Regions from separate parts of the Zea mays genome. Here all the other regions are linked to region 1. The links are chromatin contacts, called in public Hi-C maps. All regions are on one chromosome and are shown on one strand. The core of a region is the stretch at or near the end of the contact, and the rest is flanking DNA. Distances in the headings are between cores, read along the strand shown.

Evidence for each region. A called contact is a pair of places that touch in the nucleus more often than the background predicts.
Region 2: a Hi-C map of endosperm shows a contact between it and region 1, with 2.6 times the contacts expected there. The contact joins the promoter of LOC100286264 here to the promoter of LOC100286305 in region 1. A contact is called at or near these places in 4 of 25 Hi-C or Micro-C datasets (ear, endosperm, leaf and 1 more).
Region 3: a Hi-C map of tassel shows a contact between it and region 1, with 1.8 times the contacts expected there. The contact joins the promoter of LOC100384722 here to the promoter of LOC100286305 in region 1. A contact is called at or near these places in 2 of 25 Hi-C or Micro-C datasets (bundle sheath and tassel).

The regions. Positions count from the first base shown.
Region 1 is chr3:5,733,100-5,737,368 of Zm-B73-REFERENCE-NAM-5.0, reverse strand. LOC100286305 (harpin-induced protein) reads right to left here and starts at 2,828. Exons shown (of 1, transcript NM_001159192.2): 1 at 1,517-2,828. The coding sequence starts at 2,512. The coding sequence ends at 1,643.
Region 2 is chr3:5,896,124-5,900,238 of Zm-B73-REFERENCE-NAM-5.0, reverse strand. LOC100286264 (Grx_A2 - glutaredoxin subgroup III) reads left to right here and starts at 2,335. Exons shown (of 1, transcript NM_001159151.2): 1 at 2,335-3,135. The coding sequence starts at 2,431. The coding sequence ends at 2,793.
Region 3 is chr3:5,527,844-5,531,938 of Zm-B73-REFERENCE-NAM-5.0, reverse strand. LOC100384722 (putative cytochrome P450 superfamily protein) reads left to right here and starts at 1,511. Exons shown (of 8, transcript NM_001177193.1): 1 at 1,511-1,861; 2 at 1,980-2,319; 3 at 3,184-3,333; 4 at 3,423-3,701. The coding sequence starts at 1,605.

The DNA.
Region 1 (4,269 bases), core at 1,579-4,078:
CCGAAGCCTCACAACCTCTGGATGGCGTGAGGCAGGGTGGCAGGAAGGAACCCTAGAGAGGGGTTCATTGCAGATTCCCGTCGTGAGGATGGGGGTGGATGCAGTAAGGGAGAATATGCGCTTCGGCCTCCAGTGGAGGGGCATAGTCGGTGGTGGGAAGGGAGGTCAGAGGTGGCAACGCTGGATGTGACAGGAAGGGTGGCGGCTGTGGCGAGGACGGTTTTAGGTTATTTAGAGATGGGATGAGAAAGATTGGATGGCGGGTTCATTTGAAAGAAGTATAAGGGGTTTTTTGCAAAAAGATGACGTATGACGACCGTTGAAACTGATGCTTTAAGTATAGTAGATATATATATATATATATATATATATATATATATATATATATATATATATATATATATATATATATATATATATGCAATATTACTAATTTACTGGAAAAAATAGAAAACATGAGGAAAAAACATGAAAAGTTTCCAGCAAGTCCAGTTCTCCGTCCATATCTTGGGAATACCGGTACTGTTCGGGAACCAGTCGTGGCGATAGAAACCACTGCAGATGTATCACTAAGAACCCAGACACATTAGCTCAGAATACGAAACGACGATAGTGTTTGTATTGAAACATTTGGTCACCACGAACTGCTACTATAGGCACTACTATAGTCAGGAGGTTCTCGAATATTTATCGTTGACTAGCTTATTTTTAAACTAAAATATGATAAATAAAAAAGAAGCGGAGAAACATGCAGCGTCCGTAAGGGCGCCGTATCGAAATGCTAGAGATTTTTTACACAGGAGAGCAAAACAAACCAGCCATATGAAACAGCACATATGTGTGCCGTATACAAATTAACAAAACGTCGTCCTTTCTTAGTAAATTTAAAAAAATAGAAAAAAGTTGGCACCGTCGGCTATCAACCGCATCCAGCTAATCTACGAAGTGGACTTTTCACTGGCCTCGCCCGTCCCCAGTGCCGCCGTGCACTCCCTGTCAACAAGGGATGCCGAGCATTCCAAGCAAATTGCCTCCAAAGAACATGCTGACCCTGGCCCGCGTTTGTTTTTTTAATATAATACTTCCTATATATTTTTATTTGACGTTTTGTATTTCATTTTACAATATTTATCGTCAAATAAAAAAAAGGTTGAGGTAGTATATAACGATGTGACTAGTGCTTCTAGAAAAACCACGTCGGTGCATGTGTCTCCCTCTCCCACAGGTCACGTCACGCTCACGCACTGGGTATAACCCAGGGCCACAGTCCACAGAGCTTGGATTACTTCAGCACACAGCACCCACACACAACAAAAAAGAGAAGATCACAGTACTACAGCAAGATGAATGAAAATGAAGAAACGGCACTACAAAAAAAAACAAAAACAAAAAAGAAAACCTCACACTACAGAACAGAAATGTATAGCCTCCTCTGACTGGCTTGAGCACGCAAGTCACTTCCTGCCTCTCGACCTCCCCCGCCAAATTTTTGGTAAAATTCAAGCACAAAAAAAAATTACAGCGACCGGTATTTGGTTCGGTTCCAGTTGAGAAACTTCATCCGACGCGAAAAGCAACGCCATATTTTCCATTTTATACCCGAAAAAATTGCAATGCGGCCCCTCGGAGGCTGCCGACGTGACTAGAAGGTCCACTTCCAGATCTTGACCCGGATCCTGACCTGGCACACGCGCGCGACGCTGGTGGCCGCGGCGGGCGGCGCCGGCGCGTCGTCGACAGCCGCGGAGGCGGCGGGTGCCGGGGCGTCGGCCGCCGGCGCCACCGCTGCCGCTACCGCCGCCTTCGCAAGCTTCTTCTTGCTCTTGGCCGGCGCCGCGGGCGCGGGCGCGGGCGCGGCCACCTTGACGCCGTCGCAGTGCACCAGGATGCCGATCTTCTTAGTCTTGAGCGCGCCCACCCTGACGCCGGCCCTGGTCTCCAGGTCCAGAGCGATGGTGAACTCGCCGGACCTCTTGACGTCGGAGGCGGCCGCGGCGGGGTCGACCGCGAGCGCGGACGCGGAGACGGTGGCCCGGATGACGGTGACGTTGCCGGCGCCGTGCGCGAACCCGGGCGCGGAGGCCTCGCCCAGCGGGACGGCGTTGGCGGCCGTGGCGGCCGTCACGGCGAAGTCGTCGTAGAGGTAGGCGAGCTTCCTGTTGGGGTTCCGGGCCGTGAGCGTCACGTCGATGGCGTCGCTCAGCGCGGGCGCCGTGGCGGACGGCGACAGGCTCAGCCTCGTCACGCGCGCCGCGGTCAGCGTGAACGCGGGCCGCTGCGGGCGGTACAGCAGGTAGAAGGCGCCGCCCGCCACTGCGGCCAGGAAGGCGAGGAGCAGGACGACGAGCGCCGTCCAGAAGAAGCAGCAGCAGCAGCTGAACGGGCAGGACCGCCCGCCGCGCCGCCGCTTGGCGGGCGCCTGCTGCGGCCGGTAGATGGGCCGCTGGTACATCTTGGGCGGGCCGTTGCCGCCCGCCGGGGGCTGCGGGGTGGGCTTGCCGTTGGAAGACATTGCTCTGCTCTGCTCCGCAGGCCGGGGGGCGGTTCTTGGAAGCTGCGGTGTCACTGCTACTCCGTGAGCTTGGCGGTGAGGTGTAATGGGGGAGAGGGATCTATAGGCGCGAGGTGGAGAAGCTGAGGGGAAAAGGGACGGGCCACCTCACGGATGGTTCAACTTCAACCTCACCAAATCATATTTGTTGCTGGCTTGATGTTGCTGTTCCTGCCGCTGCCGCTGCCGCTGCCGTTTTTTTCTTGTCCTCTTCGTCTTCCTCCACCCTCCTCTCCTTTGCTCACCTCACCTGATTGGCAGCGCGTAATTTTTTCCCCCGGAACTTTTGTTTTCTCTGCTTGGAGGTGGAGCAACACAAATTGCTAAACAAGGAGCAATTTGCAGGTTAGTCACTCTAGTATTTTCTTGCACTAGTAGTGCAGTAGCGCATCAGGTTTGGTTGGGCAAGTCAACTCGGTGCCGATGCCTTGCCTTGTCAACTTATTATTACACACGCGGTTTTGGTACAACTCGAACGTCGTCGACGGTGGCAAAAAAAAAAACGGTTTGGTGAAACTTGCCTTTTGGAAAGAAAATGTGAGCTAAAATAAAGGCCAGTGCGAAACATGAACAGCTCTGGAAACAGTTCGTTTGAAGCAATACTAGAGTCGCCATGCCATTGTCCTTCGTGTGGGGCTCAGATAGAACGAGGCTTGCTGTTCGGGGCTTCCAAGCAAGGCATGTGATCCTGGTCATCCGTCAGTAGCCGTGCTCAGTAGTCAGTTACATGTATGTGTGTTGAGACAGTATACGCAGTGTCGAAGGGGCTGGGGGTAGTTGAGCCCGAGTATGAATGTATGATGAAATGAAATCAATGGAGGAAGGAACTAATCTCGTGCTGTGCTCCTGCCTCCCGTCTTCTGGTCCTTGCCAAGGATTAAATGAACGTGGCAAAGTACGAATTCAAAGCAGGCTCCCGTCCGTGGGCATTGGGCAACATCCATGCAAAGCCTTTTGCTTCCATCGTCTGTTGTCATGCATGTACGTATGCATAATCATAATGCAAGCACTGTGGTCCACTGTCCGCCAGCACGTTCGTCACTTAGGGTACGTTTGGTTGAGTGTACAAGAAAAGATAAAATGAGGCGGCCATGTTTTCTATAGTGTTTGGTTGGGAGTCAAGCGGGGGTGAGGTGAACACCGGAGTGATTTTTTGGGGGCGGCGTGATCCCAAAAAATCGAGCGGACGGTGTCGCCCCCGACTCATCCTATTTTGACCTCAAACCAAACACACTTGTGTCACATGAGCATTTCCCTGCTTCACATTATCACATCGTATGCTTGCTCGCGATTTTTATATATCATATAAATATGTATTGAGATATTTATTCAAATATAATTATTGTTTGTTTTTAAACACTAAGGTACGCGTGATCTAGTTATTAGCACCAAATTGATTCAAGTGCTCGCTTTACACTATTTTTAATATAATTATTTTTATTTCTAAACATTAATGTATGTGTAGTGTCTGGTGTTAGGAAGGGTTAGGTGCTGGACACAGTAGCTGATTGCGCGAGCCTTGGGGTCCATATGGTAGTAGCTGAGAGAGCGCTGAGCGTGGGACTGCGCGAGCCTTAGGGTCCACATGGTAGTAGCTGAGAGAGCACTAGGCGTGGGACCCATAGGAAGCCGTGGTAGCATTAATTGGCCATATTAGGTTCTTAATAGATTAAAGTATAGAAGTATAGTCCCCTCACATAAAGTTGTGATAGCAACAG
Region 2 (4,115 bases), core at 1,086-3,585, 160 kb before region 1:
AAGGAGGTGCCGACGCCGTTCCGTTCCGTCGGGCTCGGACCCTATGGGCTACGGCTACTTTAACAACCCTGCCGATCGTGTTGTTAGCTGGGCCGCACGCAGCCTCTAAGGCCCAGCGCAAGCGCACCGCAAGATAGCCGGCCCACAAAACGGCAAGCCTAATTTCTTTTTCTTTCCCCCCCTTCCATCTCGAGTGAATGGAATTGGAATGCAACGGTGGAGAGTGGAGACTGCAGAGCTTGTGGCGTCGAAGTAGCAACCAAAAAAAGCTGCCGCACGACCACACCACCACACACAAAGAGCCGGGGCAAGGCGGCGTTGACTTGGGCCTGTTCATCGATCTTTTTCGTGCAGCTGATGGATCGGTAGTAGTATTCGACAGGGGAAGATTCATGGGATTCCCGGGACCACGCACGGATGCCAGCTGTAGCACTAGCACTAGCACTAGAAGCAGCAGCGACAGCCGAGCCGTGGAACATTCAAGCAAGCTAAGAGGGCCATGCACATATATATATATATATATATATATATATATATATATATATATATATACCAAACATATAAATAAATATGATACTTACTGGTAGTAATAATAATGCAAGCTGACGACGACAATGGCGCATATACTACTATATATACCGGCATTGTATTGCCGCACCACTCGAAGAGTCCAATCAATCGGAAAAAGGATCTTTCTATCTGCTCACGCCAGCTAGCTAGTGCGGCAAATCAGCACCAAAAAGCGCGTGTTTTGCCAGCAAATGCGTCGCCGCCGGTCGACCCCCCCGGCCGGGATAAGAAAACTACGGCCATTAGTTTCGCGGCGCCTCCATGGTGGAGGCGGCAACAAATTGCTACCGGCTAGCTGCAGCGGGCTGTGGGCAGTGGCAGTGCCGATGCGCGCGTCATGGGCCCCCACCACTGCTTCTCACCGTCACATCACATGATTGATTGGGCTTTAATAATAATAATAATAATAATAATAATAATAATAATAATAATAATAATAATAATAATAATAATAATAATAATAATATAGACGAAGCGACGCCATTTGCTTTATTTATTTATTTAGTTTATCACAGTTCACAGAGACCAAAATTTTAAAGTAACACTTGGATTTATACCTTTTAGAATGACCTCTATTTTGGATCTTGTCCGGGGCCCTAAAATCTCACGACCGCTATTGAGAGCAATCGGATATCTCATACATCGCATATTCGCATGTACCAGCAGGGTTACGCCGAACAAATAAAGATACATCAGCAGTCTATGAACGCACTTGTTTTTTTTTTTGTATATACTTTAATTTCTTCGCCGTTGTATCTACTAAACCATGCTGGTGCTTGCCGTTAACAAATCCGTGACCGTAACTAGTGCTACCGTCCCGGACGGTGCACGTACGTACGTACGTGTCTGCCGTCCGATCGCCCGTGGAGAACCTCTGTGAATCACATCGTAAGGTCAGGCCTGCTTGACGTAGTCGGCACGCGTCCATCCCGATGGAGTCTAGTATTCTCGGTCCTGGTGCTGGCCGGTATTGCTGCCGTGCGTGCGTACCTGCCTTTGCTTTGCTTTGCTTCCTTCTTCGTTTCCGGCTGCCGACGACCAGCGGCGCCGGCCACACACACCCGTGGCCAGGCCCGTGCAGCCGTGTCCTGTAGCCGATCGACGTGCACTACCGCCGTCACACGCAGGGGCGGCACCACGATCGCGAGCCGACACCCACGGGATCGGACGGCCGGAAGGGGACACCGCGCGCGTGCCGGACACCCACGACGCCACGACACGATGCCGACCCGCGCCGTCCACGTCCTCACCTCGGGCTGGGCGGCTGGGCTCTTGTTGGTTGGGACTTGGGGGTGCCGGTGCCCCGTGCCCCGCACCGGGCGGCGGCGGCGAACGACGGGAGCGGAGACAAAAATCAAATCAACCAACAGCGACGTCAGCGGGCGCCACGGGACAGCGTGCGTGGTGATGACGCCACGGCGCATGCTTTCCCGTCGTGCTGACGTAGGACGGCGGTGCAGCAGCGCAAGTACTGTACAGCGTTGCATTGCCTGTCTGTCTCCATTTCGGTCAATTGTGAGGCAATCAGATTTCTTTCGCCACCTCTCCACTCGACTAGTACTAGACCGGCTGGCACCGCTTCGTGGGGGGTGACGTGGCACCGCGCTGGCCTCCCTTTCCGTCCCGGCCACGTGACGCAACCTCCGGCCCCACGCGTCCTCGTCACAGCCCGCGCCTGACGTCACCTTCCCCTCACCCGGCGGGCATATGATGGTGTGCCGTGCCCGGCTATATATGTGCTGCGGGCACGCGACGCCTTTCCTCGCTCCCCGCAGCCGGCAGGCGAGGTCGTCCCTTTCCCTTCCGGTCCTTTTGGCCCGCTGTAGCTAATAAGTAGTGTACTCCGTAACCAGCAGCAGCATGCAGGCGGTGGGCATCCGGCGTGGTCTGACCATCGACCCGGCCGGGGAGGAGGAGGCCCCCGCGGCGCGCGTGTGGCGGCTGGTCCGCGAGAGCCCCGTGGTGATCTTCGCCCGGCGCGGCTGCTGCATGGCGCACGTGATGAGGCGGCTGCTGGCGGCGGTGGGCGCGCACGCCACCGTGATCGAGCTGGACGCCGGCGCCGCGGAGGAGCAGGAGCTGGCGGCGGCGGTCGAGGGCGGCGGCGTCCCGGCGCTCTTCGTGGGCGGCGACCCCGTCGGTGGCCTCGAGGGCCTCATGGGGCTCCACCTCAGCGGCCGCCTCGTGCCCCGGCTCAGGGAGCTCGGCGCCCTCTGCGCCTAGCTGAGCTCCTCCGGTGCTCCGTCCGTCTGTCTGTCGGTCCGCGTGCCGGGCGCCCGGACTCGCGAAGATTCGCAGTCGCATGCCATGTGCTGGCTGTACCTGTACATACTACTACGCTACGCTAGCTACAGGGGGGGAAACGGCAGTGCAGGAGGAGCAGCCAGCAAGCAAAGCTTCTGTTTTTCTTTTTGTTTTTGTTTTTGCTAATACTGTACTCCAGAGATTCAAATCGAAAGGTGCGTGGATGTAGTTTAGCTAGCATAAAACTATGGCACATGATTGAATTGCAGTGCAGTGCAGCCGTGCGTGTATAGTAGCGACAAATTAAAGCCGATTATTATTCTTATACTGTATGCCCGGAGGACCCCGGAAGATAACATACAAAAACCCTGGCTAGCTTTGCTTAATTAGCGCCGGGCCGGGGGGCGAGGGCGACGTCTAGTGCAGTGTACGCATGCACTTATTTATTAGTGGAGGCCGACGTCGTCACCGCGATCCTAATGGCGCCCCGCGCCCCCGGGGCCGGGGTGAGGTGACGCGTGACGGCGGCAAAGGCGATGGGGATCTCTTGCTCCTCCATTCTTTCCCTCGGCCGATCTGGACCGTCGGTGTTGCATGGACGAGACGATCTCTGCTCGCCGCCGCCGCCGGATGGGCATCTGGGGCAGCCGCGGCCCGCGGGGCTACAGCTACACGTCCGCGTCGCGACGACTGGCGCGAGGGAGGGAGACGAACGACGGGCGCCGCCGAATCGAGGGCGAAGGTGGGTTTTGGGTCACATCGATGGATGGGCGGCCGTGCACAGGATCCCACACTGTACTACGCCCGTGTACTACGCGAGACCGGCCCACAGTTCTAGCGTTGGATCCAAGGGGGTAGGGCCGTAGGGGGTAGTAGTGTGCACAACACTCTGCTCCATCCGCGCACCCCAATAATAATGGGGCAGCATGCATGCAGTAGGAATACGGCAGTATTCTGAAGCCTAGACTACGTATTTATTTGTTTGTTTATACTATCTATTTAGCACGGCTCCGTTTCACCGCCTTCTACTCCAGTTGCACGACGAGCTGACTAAGGACATGTATAGTGGGTGTTTTAAGTTGTGTCTTACAGTGTGTCTAGGGGGTTGAATGTAAAAAAACTCAAGACACGTATCTTGACGAAGACACAGTGTCTTAGCTCTATGTTCGAGACAGGAGACTAGCTGATTGGTCACTTTAATTTATTGAATGCTCTGATTGGTACAATGAATATCGTAAGACACATGTTTTAGACATGACCACTGTATTATGTTGTGTTTTAGTTGTATCTTGTACTTGGAG
Region 3 (4,095 bases), core at 262-2,761, 200 kb after region 1:
GTTCTCATCCGGTGTTTATCTTTATTCGTTGCTAAACAAAAGAAGGAAGAGAAATTGAAACGAGAAGAAAAGGGACCGATCGGGAGGGATAGGCCCTGGCTGCATCCGCGAGACTTCTCAAGACCGAACGTGCGCGCAGATTTGTCGTACGTATAGTACTACGTAGTACGTACTGGCGCTGTAGTACGTGTAAGGGGGGCTGCTGCCACTGAGGGAGGCCTAGCTCTGTGCGTACTCCTTTGCCGTCTAGGGACTAGCTAGGAGAGCTACCACGCTTGACTACGAGCAGTCGAGCACGTACGTACAGTGCTCACCACTCGGGAATCTTTTTTTTTGGTGGCTGATGTACTCCTACAGGCTGCACAGCACAGCTTAGCCCAGGCTCCATCACTCTATTCAAGGAGCTGCTGCTGTTGTTGGTCTCATGTCCCGGCGACAAAATTCCCCATCCCTGCACCGCACCGCACTGGATTGACCACCACTATCCGACATCCGAGGCGTCCCTCTTTCAAAAAAAAAAAAAAAAACACACACACACACACACACACCTCCATTAGTCAGCTAGTAGTAGTATTCGTGAATTTCACCTCCTTTTCTCGAACACTTTTCAGTTTTCAAATACCAATATCCATCCGTGACTTGTTTTGAAGCAAGAGAATTGAAGGAGATTAAGGGGCTAGAATTACTTACTATTCAAATCATTTGCTTCCAAGTACGCCCTCGTGAGGACATGGATACCGTGGCAGTACTGTTTCTATGAAATTTTCCAGCATTGGTCAATGTCATGATCATCAAATAAAGAAGAGAGGCGTCCTTGTGATGGCCCCTTTTTTTTATAGAAATAATTATATACATATTACTCAACTTTTACAAAATTCGATAGCTAGTTTATTTGGATGCCAAGCTATTTAATTTTGAAAAAGTTAAGTGTCATGTTTCTAATTGACCCTTTTTTTATGGGTGTGGGCTCGCTCTCGTGCAGTCGCACTAGGGGGTTGGGCACTTGAGCTGAGCAGAGCAGTAAGCACCGGCCATCACTGTCACAATGTCACTCTCACGGTCTCACCTCACTCCCCTCATCCACAAAACAACGGTGACCGGCTGCCCCTGCCACGACACACAATCAACTAGGCGTCGGGACTATACATAACTCATTTTTAAAATTCCTGTCCATGTGTCGGGGAAAGAAAATAAGTACTAAGCAGTATCCGTCCTCCTGCTACCACCAATTTGAAATGAATTCTTATTATATATATTATATTAGTACAGTATAGGATAATGTATGTACATTATATAATTAATATATCTTTTGAAAATTATTAAATCCGGCTCTCCACCACTTCTCTACTCTGTGCGGCTGTGCCTGTCGTCTCTCCCTCTCTCCTCGCCTGTAGTATGTAGTGTACTTTCTGCACTTGCCGATTCGATTCCATGCTTCCATTGACGCCACGACCACGCTACATATAAGTGGCGTCTGCGGTGCCTCTCCTCCGACCCTCGTCCTCGTCCTCGCGCAGCCTCTGCTTCCATATAACTCGCTCACTGCTCGCGCGCCTCGGTGGGTGCAAACGCGCACAGGGACAGAAACAGAGACAGAGCCAGCCATGTCGACCACCACCCTGCAGCTGGTTCCGTGGCCGCCGGAGCCGGCGCGCGCCGCCGTGCTGCTTGTTGCGGCGGTCGTCTGCCTGTGGGTGCTTCTGTCACGCAGGCGGGCCGCCGGAGGGAGCAAGGACAAGGAGCGGGCGGCCCGGCTCCCGCCCGGCAGCTTCGGGTGGCCGCTGGTGGGCGAGACGCTGGACTTCGTGTCCTGCGCCTACTCCTCCCGCCCGGAGGCCTTCGTCGACAAGCGCCGCCTGCTGTAAGTCGTCAGTCGTCACACAATCACACACACACAGGGCACTTGCTCGCTTGCTGCACGTACCGTACGCACGTGCGTCGTGGCATGGCGCCGCATGACCGGTGGGTTTGGCGCGCAGGCACGGGAGCGCGGTGTTCCGGTCGCACCTGTTCGGCTCGGCGACGGTGGTGACGTCGGACGCGGAGGTGAGCCGGTTCGTGCTGCACAGCGACGCGCGCGCCTTCGTGCCCTGGTACCCGCGGTCGCTGACGGAGCTCATGGGCGAGTCCTCCATCCTGCTCATCAACGGCAGCCTGCAGCGGCGCGTGCACGGCCTCGTCGGCGCCTTCTTCAAGTCGCCGCAGCTCAAGGCGCAGGTCACCGCCGACATGCAGCGCCGCCTCGCGCCCGCGCTCGCCGCCTGGAAGGTTCGGTGCGCCTCCGCGCCGCCGCTCCGCATCCAGGACCACGCCAAGACGGTACGTACTACGTACGCCGCTCTACTCCTCTCCTCTCTGCAGCCCGCACCCGCACAGCGTCATGCTTCATTCAGGCCATCCTACAAGGCGTTGGCATGGTGGCGCGCGGACCAAGGGCGCGGCCGGTGTGCACACGTGCGCTGCCGTGTCACCACATGGAAGCCGCTATCCGAGGGGTGGGGGTGGGGGCGGCGGCCCCGTCGCTCTCCTCTCCAGACTCCACCATGCCAATTTGCCATGTTGCCATGCTCCACTCCACACACTATTGGTCTCCATGCGTCCGTCCGTGTGACTGTACTGTACGTGCGGGTGTGCCGGTGTGGTGGTATGGTATGGTATGGACCGTATGGTAGTACTGTACTACTATCTTTCAATGAAGAAAAAGAAAGATGAATGAATGGGATTGGGGGAAGTTGGGGCGAACTGCACACTGCTGCTGCCCACCTGCTCTTCTTCTCTCCTGTGACCCTCTCCCCCATTCAATTCCCCACGCGCGCGCCTTCATTACATGCCCGGTTGCCTCTGCCCCGGTGGGAGGTGGACATTGGACGACACCCCCGGTGCCACCCCAACACACGCGCGCGCGCGCACACACACACACAGAAATAAAAAAAATGTGCTTGGCAGCTGCAGCCTAGTACAGTTGAGACCACTCGGATCCTTTCTTGCACTTGTGCTGTCAAACAAAGCGCTCGCCCAGGACAGTAGGAAGAGCTAGAGAGGCTCAGGCTGCTCGTGATGGCTTGGCTCGCAGACAGACAGGCAGACAGAGAGATATCAAAACATTTGAGGGAAATGTTATTTGTGTATCACTGTGCATGCAGTACGCAGTGAGTAATGAATGAATTCTGGTGTGGCCAGCAGATCGTGTTCGAGATCCTGGTGAGGGGTCTGATCGGGCTGGAGGCAGGCCCGGAGATGCAGCAGCTCAAGCACCAGTTCCAGGAATTCATTGTCGGCCTCATGTCCCTCCCCATCAAGCTGCCGGGGACTAGGCTCTACAGGTCCCTCCAGGTATAGGAGGAGTACACTACAGAGCCTCTACGCGCTGCATGCTCGCTGCCCCTGCACTGCGCTGAATGGATCTGTTGCCACTTTGCCAGGCCAAGAAGAGGATGGCCACGCTGATACAGGGGATCATACAGGAGAAGAGGCGGCGGCGGAGGGCCGCCCTTGAGGATGGCGGAGAGGGCGAGGGCGAGGCCGGTCCCCCGCGCGACGTCATCGACGTGCTCATAAGCGGCGGCGACGAGCTCACCGACGAGCTCATATCCGACAACATGATCGACCTGATGATCCCCGCCGAGGACTCTGTGCCCGTGCTCATCACGCTCGCCGTCAAGTATCTCAGCGAGTGCCCGCTTGCTCTGCAACAACTTGAGGTCAGTGCGCATCTCTCTCTCTCTCTCTCTCTCTCTCTCTCTCTCTCTCTCTCTCTGTCTTGTGCGCATCGTCTGGCTGCACAAGAGGCGTGCCGTGATGTGCCGTGCCATCTTCTGGTAGATAAGAATAGCCATGCTACTGCTGCGCATTTAGTCACTTCAAAACTAGACGTTGTGCCATGCCACCTAACCCAGTTGTTTGTTACCTTGCTTTTGGCGCTGGTTTTTGGTATGTATGGTGACGAGGCTAATCTGCTCATCTAGCGCATTTGATGGTGATGTGCGCCTAAACATCAGCAGATGCAGGCGCCATCAGCTGGTCTGGACAAACAAAATTAGGTCTAATTAGGGCTCTTTTGGATTGAAGGGTTTTTTTTCTAAATCCTATGTTTTT